2 separate regions of the Triticum aestivum genome follow, and region 1 is linked to region 2. A link is a contact called in public Hi-C data. All regions are on one chromosome and are shown on one strand. The core of a region is the stretch at or near the end of the contact, and the rest is flanking DNA. Distances in the headings are between cores, read along the strand shown. Region 1 holds the start of LOC123080949 (wall-associated receptor kinase-like 3). Region 2 holds the start of LOC123080947 (wall-associated receptor kinase 5).

The links. A called contact is a pair of places that touch in the nucleus more often than the background predicts.
Region 1: a contact with region 2 is called in a Hi-C map of leaf, with 3 times the contacts expected there. The contact joins the promoter of LOC123080949 here to the promoter of LOC123080947 in region 2. A contact is called at or near these places in 2 of 5 Hi-C or Micro-C datasets (both in leaf).

What each region holds. Positions count from the first base shown.
Region 1 is chr3D:610,042,277-610,049,065 of IWGSC CS RefSeq v2.1, forward strand. LOC123080949 (wall-associated receptor kinase-like 3) reads left to right here and starts at 2,231. Exons shown (of 4, transcript XM_044503898.1): 1 at 2,231-3,446; 2 at 3,550-4,086; 3 at 4,554-4,703; 4 at 4,776-6,173. The coding sequence starts at 2,552. The coding sequence ends at 5,968.
Region 2 is chr3D:609,793,923-609,800,349 of IWGSC CS RefSeq v2.1, forward strand. LOC123080947 (wall-associated receptor kinase 5) reads left to right here and starts at 4,351. Exons shown (of 4, transcript XM_044503897.1): 1 at 4,351-5,417; 2 at 5,524-5,687. The coding sequence starts at 4,493.

The DNA.
Region 1 (6,789 bases), core at 981-3,480, 250 kb after region 2:
CGTACCAGGCCGGCGGGGCGCTCACCCACTTGCGCCCTACTGCGGTACAAGAGTAGCGCTCGATGGGGGTCGACTCTGGCTTAGCCTTCACTGGGGACGGAGGGGCCACCGACGGCACGACGCAGTCGCCGGCCGCGGATAGCGCTATGGCCACCTGGTACGCCTCCTCCTCCTCCTCCTCGTCCGCCGCTCGTCCTCCTTGCTCTCTCGGAGGACAACTGCCATGGCCTAGGCGGCCTCTGCCTCCCGGTCCTCGTCGCGGACGACGATGGGCGGCGGCGGCGAGCTACGCGTGATTCACGGACGTTGTGTCACCTGGCCTTCTCGTGCTCGAAGGCGAATCAACGCGCCCAATAGGATGAGTCGACGTTGTACGTGGAGTCGCTGCGCTGCTCCGGCGTCAGCAGCACCCGCCGGCGCCACATCTCCTTCGCGTGCGCTCGTGCCGACCGCGGCGCCGCCGACACTGGGATCCTTTCCGGATCCAAATGCCAATCGTTCGGCAGGGTGACGTCGGGGTAGGGGAGAGGGACGTGGTGCTGCCAGTGCCACTCCGCCTGGTGCACTGGCACGTTCACGCGCTGCCTCGGCCGGCGAGAAGGCGCCGGCGAAGGTGGGCCGAGGCGGGGAAGAGGGGTTGCAGGGGCCTTGCCCTTGGCTTAGCGGTTGCTGTTAGTGTTGCATGAGAAGAACACCTCGCTGTGGTGGCTAGGGTTGCCGCCGACGGGGAGCAGACGGTGGCGAGATGGGGACAGGTGGCTTTCTGGAAGCGGATGAGGACTCCCCCCCCCCCCCCCCGCATGCTCGGCTTAAAAAAGGCTGACCGCCGTCGTTGACGCATGGGCCCGAGGTCATAAATTAAGCTGACCACACTGGGCGCGGGTAGTTGGACGGACGCCACTTGGGGACGCCGCCATAGTATTAAACTCGGTACCGCTTAATGTCCATTTTAGGAGATCCCTAGTAGAAGAACATTGGGATACTTGTTTGCAACTGGTCCGTAGGTTGATGGACGTTCAACTATCAGATCAAGCTCATACAATTCGCTGGAAGTTAGCTTCGAGGGGAGCCTTCTCAGTGAATTCTATGTATCTGGACTTAATTGGTACCGGGCCATTGTCGAGGTCATTGCACTTTTGGAAGATTAAAGTTCCACTTTGAATTAAAAAATTTATATGGTTCGTTAACAAAGGAGTTATTCTCACCAAAGATAATCTGAAAAAAAGGAACTGGGTAGGTAATTTTAGATGCTGCTTTTGTGATCAAAATGAATCTTAAACACCTCTTTCTTAAATGTCCACTTGCGAAATTATTATTGCAATCGATACATATTGATTTTAACATACATCCTCCAATGAGCATAAACACGTTATTTGGGACGTGGCTTAATGGAGTGGAGAGTCACATAGCCAAACATATTTGGACAGGGATATGTGCTTTATTTTGAGCTATATGGAATTACTATGAATGATTTGATTTTTAATGGAGCAAATTTCACTAATTTTTTGCAGATTATTTATAAAGCTACAACTTGGATCCGTATGTAGTCGTTACTCACTCATGCGGGCTTCAGGGAGCTTTTGGCCATTAGATGCAACCGTTAGGAGATGGTAGCATGGGCTATCTTCAATCGATTTGGATGGCGAGCTAATAATAGGCTAGGTGTGTAGGCATCGTAGTCTATTTCTTATCATCGAATATGGCACTTTTCCGTTTGTGTTTTGTTTTAAGGTCGGACTATGAGCTTTGCGGGACCTTGAGACTTTGTTACGCTTTTATTTAATAATATGGCTGCATCTATCGATTGAAGCAGAGGCCGGAGGTTATCCTCCTTAAAAAAAAGGTATCAGTGGAGCTGGAGACCGAAGATGTCATTCCCAACCAGTTGAATTTCTTGTGAGGTTCGCCACTTACATGATGCAAGTCTGCATGTTCATTTGTTTTCTCTCTTTTTGCAGAGCAAACCTTTGGAAACCCACAAAATCCGCACATGAAATGTGTAACGTGGTTTTGTTAGGAATGGGCATAGACTGGCCCTGGACCGACTTGCTGAGTTCTTCCTGCGGCACGCAGTACGAGGTCATGGTCATCTTCTTCACATTGTATTGAGCACACCACTGCCAGATCCACATGGGCATGTACAGACGGTCCTAATCATCGGCTTTCACATGCCATCAAGGAACACCACATCCCCATCCACACGAATCCTCTTCCAGTCTTCCTTGGGTCAACTGTAAGCCCCTTTAGTGGACCGACCTGCTAAGGTCATGGTCCTGGTCTTCTCCTTCACATCCCATCAAGGTACACCACTGCCACATCCACATCCACATCCACATGGGCAGCATGATTGATCATCTGCTTTCACATGCCATCCAAGCACACAGCATCCAAATCCACATTCACACGAATCCTCTTCCGGTCATCCTTGGGTCAACTGTAAGTTTGTAACCATTGCTATATATATGCAGCAAAGGATACCTAGAAGAGAAGGCACCGCTGCCTGACCTGAATTTTTCTAGTGCAGGGTGTAGTGTAGAACTCTAGATTGATCATGGAAATCTTCCCGTTGATGCTTTCTCTATTGGTGCTCGGGTCACTGGGAAAGCTAACAACTCTGGCATCCGGAGTTGTAACAGGCCAGCAGAACCCAGAGGGGAACTGGGCGCAACCATCCCGTGCCGGTGGCACGCTCCATGGCTGCCCGACGAGCTGCGGCAGTGTCAGCTTCGGCTATCCCTTTGGCATCGGATCCAGGTGCTCCCGTGGACCTGACTTCAACCTCATTTGCAACAACACCAGTCAGCCCCCCAGGCTCTTCTTGTGCGACGGCATCACCGAGGTGATCGAATCTGCAGATTATCCTCTTTTCAGTTCAAACTTTATCTATGCCTTCTTCTCGCATACCATCGCCATGAAATCTGGTGTCAGTGTCTACAACTTGTCTTTGAAACCGCCGGGGAGGTCCTTCCATCTTTCTGACATTGCTCTAAACATCACCGGCTGCGACCTGGATGTGTACTCTGTCAGAGAGGATGGCGTCCAGTTCATATGTGGAACTGTGTGCCCGAACCCAGAAATGACAGAGATGGTGGCTATGAAAAAATGTAATGGCTTTGGATGCTGCCGTGTTGACGTGGAAAGCTATGCCAGCACTTATCAGTTCAAATTAGACCACAACAGAAAAAACAGCAGCACGAGCTCTAATCAGACCTCTCAGTTCTGGGATAAAATTAGGGTAAGTAGTGCTCATGTCTTACAGCTCACATGGAAAATTCAGGATCAACCCACCTGTGCTGCGTGTGTCAGCGAGCATGCCGAGTGCAGCCACAGCGATCCACAAGATGTATACGGTGCACCGACAACAACAAGTGGCTACTACTGCACCTGCCATGACGGCTATTCAGGCAACCCCTACATTCTACATGGCTGCTCCAGCAATGATAAAGGTAACTTTTGTTTCCCTTCCACCTAATGAAGTGACCAGCGCACAGCTGCTGTTAGGCATTTTGTGCATCGTTACATATGCTAACTCTTTACTGATCAATTTAGGGTATAATCCAATTCCGAGCAGGGCTAACTGTACCCGCTGGTGTGGTAAAATTAATGTGGAATTCCCATTCGGCCTCGAAGAGGGTTGCTTTGCCAGGGATGAGTTTCACCTCCACTGCACAAATATGACATCATCGGCTGCCTTGTTCACGCGGGAGAAGCAACAGGTCATTCCCTTTCAAATAAAAAAGAAGGAACAGGTCATTGACATAAATGTCAACGAAGGGACCTTCAATGTCACCGTTGCTGCTCATCTAAGTGTCTACAATGGGACCTTCCGCCCCTACTCTATTCCCCTGCCTCCATGGCTTCAACAGGATCAACAGAGTCATATTTGGGCATATGGGTATTTTTTATTTTATAAATTCGTGGCTGCTCATCTAAGTTGCGCAGAGGCCCAACAGAATAGGTCTGGATATGCTTGTGTGAGTACCTACAGCAAGTGTGTGGAAGTAAGCGATGAAGCGATGACTAGTTACCGCTGCAGATGCTTTGATGGCTTCCAAGGAAATCCGTACATCCAAAATGGTTGTCAAGGTACTCCCTCCCTCCCTCTCTCTAGGTTACAAATGATACTTGACCCCTATAGTTGCAGAAAAATGTACTGTTAGCTACTCCCTCCGTCCCGTAATATAAGAGGGTTTCTGACACTAGTGTCTTATAACTTCCCACAAGAAAGTTGTACATATGTATTAAACGGCATGTTTTATGAAAGTAACTGCATGTTACTATTAGATAATGATTTTTGCGCCACTTCTAATATCATTTTTGCGCCACTTCTAAATATATAAATCAAACATGGGCAATATCAAATTTCAGATTGTAGATTAGTCATGACATATATTTTCGTTGTACATAATTATTTCTGTTAGAGACAACGTACTTTTTCTGAAATATATATTACAATGTTACTATTGAGACCATGGCGACGTCCTAAATTAACTGTAAATCAGAGGGACGTATATATTTTTCAACGCATCTTATTAAGATTTGTTAATTTTCAGACATTGATGAATGCCTTCAACCGAACAAATGTAAAGGGATCTGCCATAATACCAATGGAAGCTTCAGTTGTACTGCCTGTCCTCACAAGACTGAGTATGATCCGTTAAAAATGCAGTGTACTAAGATAAAACAAGAGCCTCTGCTCTTAGGTAAGACTATATTATTGTTACATTTATGGTAGAAAGCACAAAACAGCAAACTTAAGAGCATAATGTCTGCAGGTATAATTATTGGGCTGTCCTGTGGTTTCGGCGTTCTACTTCTGAGCTTCAGTGCAGTACTTTTCACTCGTAGGTGGAAAAAGATTGTTCAGAAGCAACTAAGGACGAACTACTTCCGAAAGAACCAAGGTCTTCTCCTAGAAACATTGATATCATCTGATGAAACTGCAAATGAGAATACAAAGATTTTCTCGTTACAAGAGCTAGAGAAGGCAACAAACAACTTTGATCCTACACGTATCATCGGACGTGGGGGGCATGGCATGGTTTACAAAGGCATATTGTCTGATCAGCGTGTCGTTGCAGTAAAAAAGTCCAAGGTCATTGAGCAATCTGAGATCAGTCAATTCATCAATGAGGTTGCAGTCCTCACTCAGATAAAGCACAGAAATATTGTGAAGCTCTTTGGATGTTGTCTCGAAACTGAGGTTCCACTGCTGGTGTATGATTATGTATCCAGTGGCTCACTGTCAGAAGTTCTTCATGCAGATGAAAGTGATGGTTTTTCTTTGTCTTGGGGTGATTACTTAAGGATTGCTCTCGAAACAGCAGGAGCTTTATCTTATCTCCACTCTTCAGCTTCAATATCAATCTTCCACCGTGACGTGAAATCCTCAAATATACTATTGGATGTGAACTACACGGCTAAAGTTTCAGACTTTGGCGCTTCAAGATTGGTTCCAATTGATCAAACACACATCGTTACAAATGTGCAAGGTACATTTGGTTACTTAGATCCAGAGTATTTCCGTACCAGGCATCTGAACGGAAAGAGCGACGTCTACAGCTTTGGTGTGGTACTAGTGGAGTTGCTTCTGAAAATGAAGCCTGTCTTTACAAGTGAATCAGGCACAATCAAGAGCTTGACAAACTATTTTCTTGAGGAGTTCAATGAGGGAAGAATCACAGGCATTGTTAACTCCCAGGTCCTTGAGGAAGCAACCGAGGAAGAGATCAACAGTATCGCCTCTCTTGCAGAACGGTGCTTGAGGCTGTGTGGTGAAGACAGACCCACAATGAAAGAGGTGGAGACAGAGCTACAGACTCTACGAGCAAATCGTGTGACCTTATGTCAAGAAGATCCAAGAAACGAAGAACAGATGCAACCAAGGTTGCCAACTCGGCCAGGAGACAGCCAAAGGCGATATAGCTTGGAGATAGAGTTCATGTCATCTGCTAGCCTGCCACGCTAGATGAGTCTGTTGAGTTCATAATAATGGATACTTTGTTTTCTCTTTTTGTGAACTAATGCTAGGTTTCGTATTATGTGATAATTTGATTGGTATTGTAATAACTCAGTTGTGTCCAGATAATTTCAGGCACTATGATTAAATCAGTTTCAAGTTTGGAATTATATATGCTAGTTTATACATGTAATCCTTATTTTTATTACGCTGAGATATGGAGTGAACTGGCTTATGTGTTGTGTCGATCAGATGTGGTACATTTTGTTGATGAGCATAATCAAACAACAATAATTTTGGGTTACACCTTGCTAAACAAAACTGACCGATCTATCTACCTATCCCTGTTAGGCCTCATCGATCTTCTTCATTTTCCACCGCCGCCATCAGCTGCTCCCCTATGCGTGCGTGGGCAAGACTTCGCCGCCAGCTTCCACGCGTGCTCTCACGGTTTCACCAGGCTTCCACGTCCTCAAGGACGTGCCCGTCCCTCTGTAGGTAAGATCGAACAGCAAAAAAGACACCCGTGGAAGGCCTGGACCTATTAATCCATCGTGCCGAGCTGAATACGACATGGGCTCATTATATAAGTATATATGTAGTATTTTAATATCCATCGTGCACGTTCATATATATATATATATATATATATATATATTCAAGCTTAAATAGTAAAATAAACAGGTATTTTTGACGGAGCTACGTGGGCTTACGCCGGCCTGATAATAAACAGGTTTTGTGGAAGATATAAGGAAATATTCACTGCACACACTGTCCCCCTCCTGGTCCACTTATCCCATGCTCTCATGCCAACCCCCCAGCAACCAACC
Region 2 (6,427 bases), core at 3,101-5,600:
AATAAAACCATTTTAAAAATTCCATTTTTTGCATTTATCATTTTCTAAAATAAGCGGACAAATTTTTGAACGTCTGAACTTTTTTATATTTGTCAAAAAAATGTGAAATACAGAAACATTTTTTAAATTTTGGAAAATTTTAGAAAAGGAAAAATAATATTAGAAAAATGAAAATAGAAGAAAATAAAAAAGGGAAGAAAGAAAATAAAAAAGAAACAAGAAAGCGAAAAACGTAAAGAAAATAAACAGAACAGGGAAAAAAGGAGAAAAAAGTAAACATGAAGAAAAAAACAGAAACAAAAATGAAAAAGAAGAGAAAAAACCTAGTTTAGGAACATTCTAGACGTTTTGCAAGACCATAGAAAACGGGCTAGAAATCTCTAGAAGGTTTTTGAAAACGGAACGATCAAACGCTGAAACGGGCCGGCCCAATCTAAACAGTCGCTCGATTTCACGTGCGAAACAGCAACATTATGACGCACGATCCATCAAATAAGGCCTCCTTCAATGCAAAAATGCTTAGATGAGCAGCTAAGTGCATTAAATAGTTTAGCAACTCAAGTTCTTAATGCATAGATGATTAACTTATGATATCTAAGTTCACTTCATTTAATAATTTAGCACCTAGCTCTTTCATGCATTGGCGAGCTTCCTTCATTTAAGTGTTTTTCTTAGGTTGACGTGTTTGACATTGGCTCTTTCTAGGATCATTAAAGTGTTCTCTCTCCTTCTTAATTAGTGTGCTATGTTATTTTTTTTCTTATGTGTTATGCTTGGTACGTATACGCCGTGGAGTAGTGGAAAGGGCCTAAGGGAGCTGCTCTACAAAACGGACCGAACGGTTGAACATGGGCTGTAGTATGGGGTTCGGCCTACAGGACTAAGTCGTGAGGGCCCAACCCAATACGCGCGACCAGTTTCTTCTCTCTTTTCCCTCTTCCACCAGGGCGGTCATTCATGTGGTCTATGCGGGGCTCCCGACTCCTGGAGACATTCACTCCTTGATTGCACAATGGCTAGGTGCACTTGGGCGCTAGTGGAAGGGGATCTTCTGCAAAAACTGGCAGCAACAACCGAGCCAAAGGCCAAACATTGGCTATTTACTTTAATGGAGCTGTTATCTCATGCTGACTTTGTTAAACTCTCGGTGACTTTATGGGCTATCTGGGCAGCAAGGCGGAAGGCCATTCATGAAGGCATTATTTAGAGCCCACATGCGATCATGTCTTTTGTCGATAGGTATATCAATGAACTTGAGGTGATCAATGGAAGACACGAGCAGGTCTGTACCCAGACCAGGGTGGCAAACAATGGCGGGAGGAAACCAAAAGCCCCCTTGCGGGCTATGCAAAAATCAATGTTGATGCGGGATGCAGATCAGGAAGCAGGGGGACAGCTGTAGCGGTATGCAGAGATAACACGGGAAAGTTCCTCGGAAGTTCGGCTCTCGTAATCAAAGGAGTGGATGATCCCGCGACGCTCGCTCGAGGCAATGGCATGTCGGGAAGGCCTGGCACTCGCAGCCGATCTTCATATTAATCAATTTGTCATTTCGTCTGATGCAAAGGAGGTGGTCAGCGCTATCCATAATGATAGCAGTGGACCTTATGGAGCCATCATTAAGGAGATTAGAGTCCAACAATTATCTTTTCTTTGTAATTTTTTTTTCAAAGGTCGTTTGAACAATTTAGAAGCTCATAAGTTAGTCAAGCATTCACTTTCATTGGGTCCGGGACGCCACGTCTGGTTTGGCCAACCCTATGACCTGACTTGTATCCCACTTCATGTGGTCTTTGATGAATAAAGCTTGGCTATTTCTCTCTAAAAAAAACCCAGGGCGGTACATGGCATCCCCGCCCCTCCGGCGCCGCCGCCCGCCGCCCGCGCCAACCTCGCCACCTCCCCCTCCGCCTCCTTGTTCTCCTACCTGATGTTACTTTGACTCTGTTCCATTCATCCTTCCCAGCATTCCGCGGCATGGGCGTGATAGCCGAGAACGGTCCCTAACCTCCCTCCTGTTGGTCTTGGTGCCCTCCACATCCATGACGGTCGCTCGCGCCCTCTCCATGTTCCGCCTCCAGTGTCCTTGGAGCAGGCAGCGGAGGCCTTTGAATAATTGATTGGACATGCTTCCTGACTCCTGAGAAGAGATTGGCCAATCTCGCCCACGCATTGGGTTATAATCTCTTCAGTTCAGCTCTTCAGATGAGATCCTTGTACAGGTGCTCATTTCCTGTTGTTGTTTTTGTACTTGATTCTGTATCTGCAGTTTCATCTCCGGTGCTCGAAATCTTTACTTTGTGCTCTTGGTTGCAGCTTAAAAAAATAGTAACGCATAAAATTGGGGATGGATTCAGTTACTTTACTGTTACCTCAGTCAGAAACCATCACATCGGTTAGCTTATCTTCCACTATGCGAGACTAAGATTGCCAAGTGTCCCCTGCTGGTGAGTTTCTATGCAGATTTTCATTTTCATGCGGTAATTTTGGGTGCTCATATTTTCCCATCAGTTGGTACTATATGGTTTTTTTTTAGAGAAAAGGCGCCGGCCGAGCCCGAGAAGAGCTCGAACCTAGCCCGACTTTGAATTAACAAAGCCATCAACCGGCCAGGATTACAAAGGCACCATGATACAGATGAAATGCAAAGGAAAGCGGAAAGAAAGATACAAGGCACTAGGTGGAACAACACAATGGCAACAGCAGAAACACTGATGCCGACGCCCAGCATTACGCCTACACCAACTAGCCAACTAAGAAACGGAAGGAGGGCCACATTGAGAAAGCATTGAGCTCCGGCTGCATCCACAGGCCAAACATGGGCTACAGTTGAGCTGTCTCCACCGTCGCAAAGGGCCACTACCCTTTCACCCAGGCTCGCTGAGTGCCGCAACGGCGAACAGCAGAATGGCTATCACAAAGCCCAACTCAAGGTGTCCAGCTGCCGTAGGAGAAGCAGATGGAGCTGACCAGCGGACCACAGAGGACCAACCAAACGAGCACCAAGCCGGCAGTGGCAGCACGGAGCACGGGGCGCGAGCTGTCGAACGAAGGCGCACACCGATGGAGAAGACCGAAGAAGGCATCACTATGCACCGGGCGAAGCCGAGCAGGAAGTCGCAGGAAGACCAGGACGTCATGCTTCGGAGCCAAGCCACCAGCCGCTCCACCCCCAAGAGCACATCCCGGTCGCCGCCTTCAAGAAGGATCACGGCACCAAGGTGTCGTCGACGCCCAGATCAGGGGAGTGCCGACTTTCGCCGGAGCTTAGGGGGGAGGCGAATGGGAGAGGAGCCACCCCAAAGCCTCCAAGAAGGGGATCGGCGCCAAAGGCGTCGACTTTGGGGGGGCCGCCGCGCCGGCCAAGGGTTTCCCCCGGATCCTCGCCCAACCGCCAGATCCGGCCAGCAATCACCAAGAAACGTCGACCGCAGCCGCCGGGGACCAACACAGGCACGGATCAGAGCAGATCGGGCGGTGCCGAAGCTTCTCCAAGGTGGACCGGCGGCCAGCGAGGCGCCACTGCAGCACCGACGTCCACGACCACCACCTGCCCACGCAGCCGTGGAGGCCGCCCACCAGCACCCGCCGGCGCCGCCCGCCGCCCAGGCCACGCCGCACGCCACCGGTCGGGGCCGCCGCCCCGGGAGCCGCAGCCCTCCACCCATGGAGGAGGCGCCAGATCCCCCGCCGCCACCTTCATCGGGGCCGCGCGCGAGCGCCGCGAGCCCCTCTGGCAGCGGCGGAGGGGAGGGAGCGCGAGCGGCGGCGCTAGGGTTGCCCCCGAGTCGCCTCAGAGGAGACGACGCGGGGGGGGGGGGGGGGGGGGGGCCTGGGCGATGGTTTTCGTGCACGACTCGTTGGTACTATATGGTTATGGTTGATTTACTCTCTGCAGAATGTTTCACTTTACTAGTCTGCCCTCGGTTGCAGCTTAAAGAAACACCGCCTACAATTCGGGATGGGGTTCAGGTACCGTAGCCAGATCGGTTGGAAGCGATCAGTTAGCTTATCCTCACTAGGTGTGGCTAAAGATTGGCAGCCTGCTGTCACTGTCCATGAGCAGGACAGCGTTCACTGTCTATCTCTGCATCACGAACCACAAGCCAAATAGCCAATAATGCAAAGAGGTTTATTCTGAACTGAAATGAGCCATTTGGCAAAGACTTGTCAACACCCTCTTCGATGGGATAGAATATCCTGCACATCAAGAAGGCTCTGCGGCAGCAACGCCACAAGAAAGTAGTGGTGCACTATAATGTGGCCAAATCAACCACATCAATGTCCTCTGGAGTCCAGGTGCTTACTTGTCTTGTTTTGTGCCATGTCTTCTTACTTGGGTCTTGTGTCTCCATAAATTTGCAGCACCAAGCCAGTCACGAAAGTGCTACATACAAGAGAAGGCCTTCCAGCTGAGACGTTCACCACACTGTTAAGTCCCCAGCCTGAACTGAATTTCAAGTGAAGTTGGGAGCCGCACAAGGTGTGTGTCATGGGCATCTTACTGATGATATATGCATCACTTTCTCTTTTGCTACTTGGGTCACTAGGAAACCTAACAGCGTTAGCATCTGGAGTTGTAACAAGCCACAACCCCGAAGGGAATTGGGCGCATCCATCACTTGCCATGCTTGATGGTTGCCTGAAGACATGCGGCGATCTGAGCTTCGACTACCCCTTTGGCATTGGATCCAGGTGCTCCCGGGGGCCTGATTTCAATCTCACTTGCGACGACACAGCTCAGTCCCCCAGACTTTTCTTGCGTGACGGCATCACCGAAGTAATTGACAACATCGTCGTTGCTAGCGATGGAGATTACTACGACAATGATTATGGAATCATTACCTCCTTTTGGCATACTATCCCCATGAAGTCTGGTGTCCATGTCTACTACTTGTCTTTCCAACCGCCTGGTAGATCCTTCAGCCGTGGGGAAACCATTCTGAACATCACTGGTTGCGATCTGGATGTGTATTGGGTCAACAATAACACACACAGAACAACATGGGTCTGTGGAACTGTGTGTCCGGACCAAGCAATCACAGAGACCATGTCGAGGCTCAACTGCAGTGGCATCGGATGTTGCAGTTTTCCTGTCACAGGTCTGCTTCCTGATGCTTTTCAGCTCAAATTTGTCCACCACCACAACAAAACTAGCACCGCAACACCCTCTAACCAGACCTCTATGCTGTGGGACAGAATCAGCATAAGTGACGATGAGACCGCAGTTTGGTGGAACATAGTTGGTCAACCCAACTGTGCTAGCACCGTGCAAAACAGGTCAACGTATGCCTGTATCAGCAGGCATTCATTGTGCCGCGATGAAAGTGTGACATCAAACAACGGCTACAACTGCATCTGTAATGCTGGCTATGCAGGCAGCCCCTTCCTTCAAGATGGCTGTTCCAGAGATGAAGGTACTTTTTTTTTCCTTAATCAAGCAACAAAATATACAGCTGTGATTAGATGTTTTGGATATTAGAACTTGAATAAATACTAACCTCCTCCTACTGATCACACTAGGGTATAATCCAATTCCGAGCAGAGCTAATTGTACCCGTTGGTGTGGTAACATTAGTGTGCCATACCCATTCGGCTTAGAAGAGGGTTGCTTTGCCAGGGAACAATTCCAACTTAACTGTGCAAATATGGCATCATCAACTGTCCTCATGTTTGAGTTTGACCAGGTAATGAGCCTGAATGTTGACGAAGGGACCATTAAGTCCATCGGGTCTGACCAACAAGGTGCATCATTTTACCACATATTTAGCAGGCGTGCTCTTTTTGTTGGATATGGCTACTTCTATTCAATGCAGTGGGTTGCAGCTAATCTAAGTTGCATAGAGGCCCAACAGAATATATCTGGTTATGCTTGTGTAAGCACCAACAGCAAGTGTGTAGCAGTAGAGGCTAAAATTGACTATGGTGAATTGAGCTATATTGGGTACCGCTGTAAATGCTCAGATGGCTTCCGAGGAAATCCATACACCCAAAGTGGTTGTCAAGGTGTCCCTCCCTCAGCTAAGAGCTCTTAGCAGTTAAATTTAATAGCTTTCATGCTGTGTATGTTGTCCAAGTGGTTATTACGTTGTGAAGAATGTCATATGCATATGTCATCTTCTTTACTTTTGATAAGAATAAGTATATGGCTAAATGTCATCTTATTAATGCCTCTGGTAGATCTCATCAGCAGGCCATGCCATATTAAGTTTTTTTCTCTCTAGTTAAGTCAAATGCATTACTCTTGTTACTTTTTTTTAGAAAAGGATTACTCTTGTTACTTATAGAGCATATTTTGACATTGCACAAAGACTAAGGTGGTAATAAAATTGTAAGGAAAATAAAATACACAATGGATCCCTAAACTTGAAACATAATTTTAATAAACCTGAAATTCATGTCACTTAGGTCATGCTCACTTTTAATG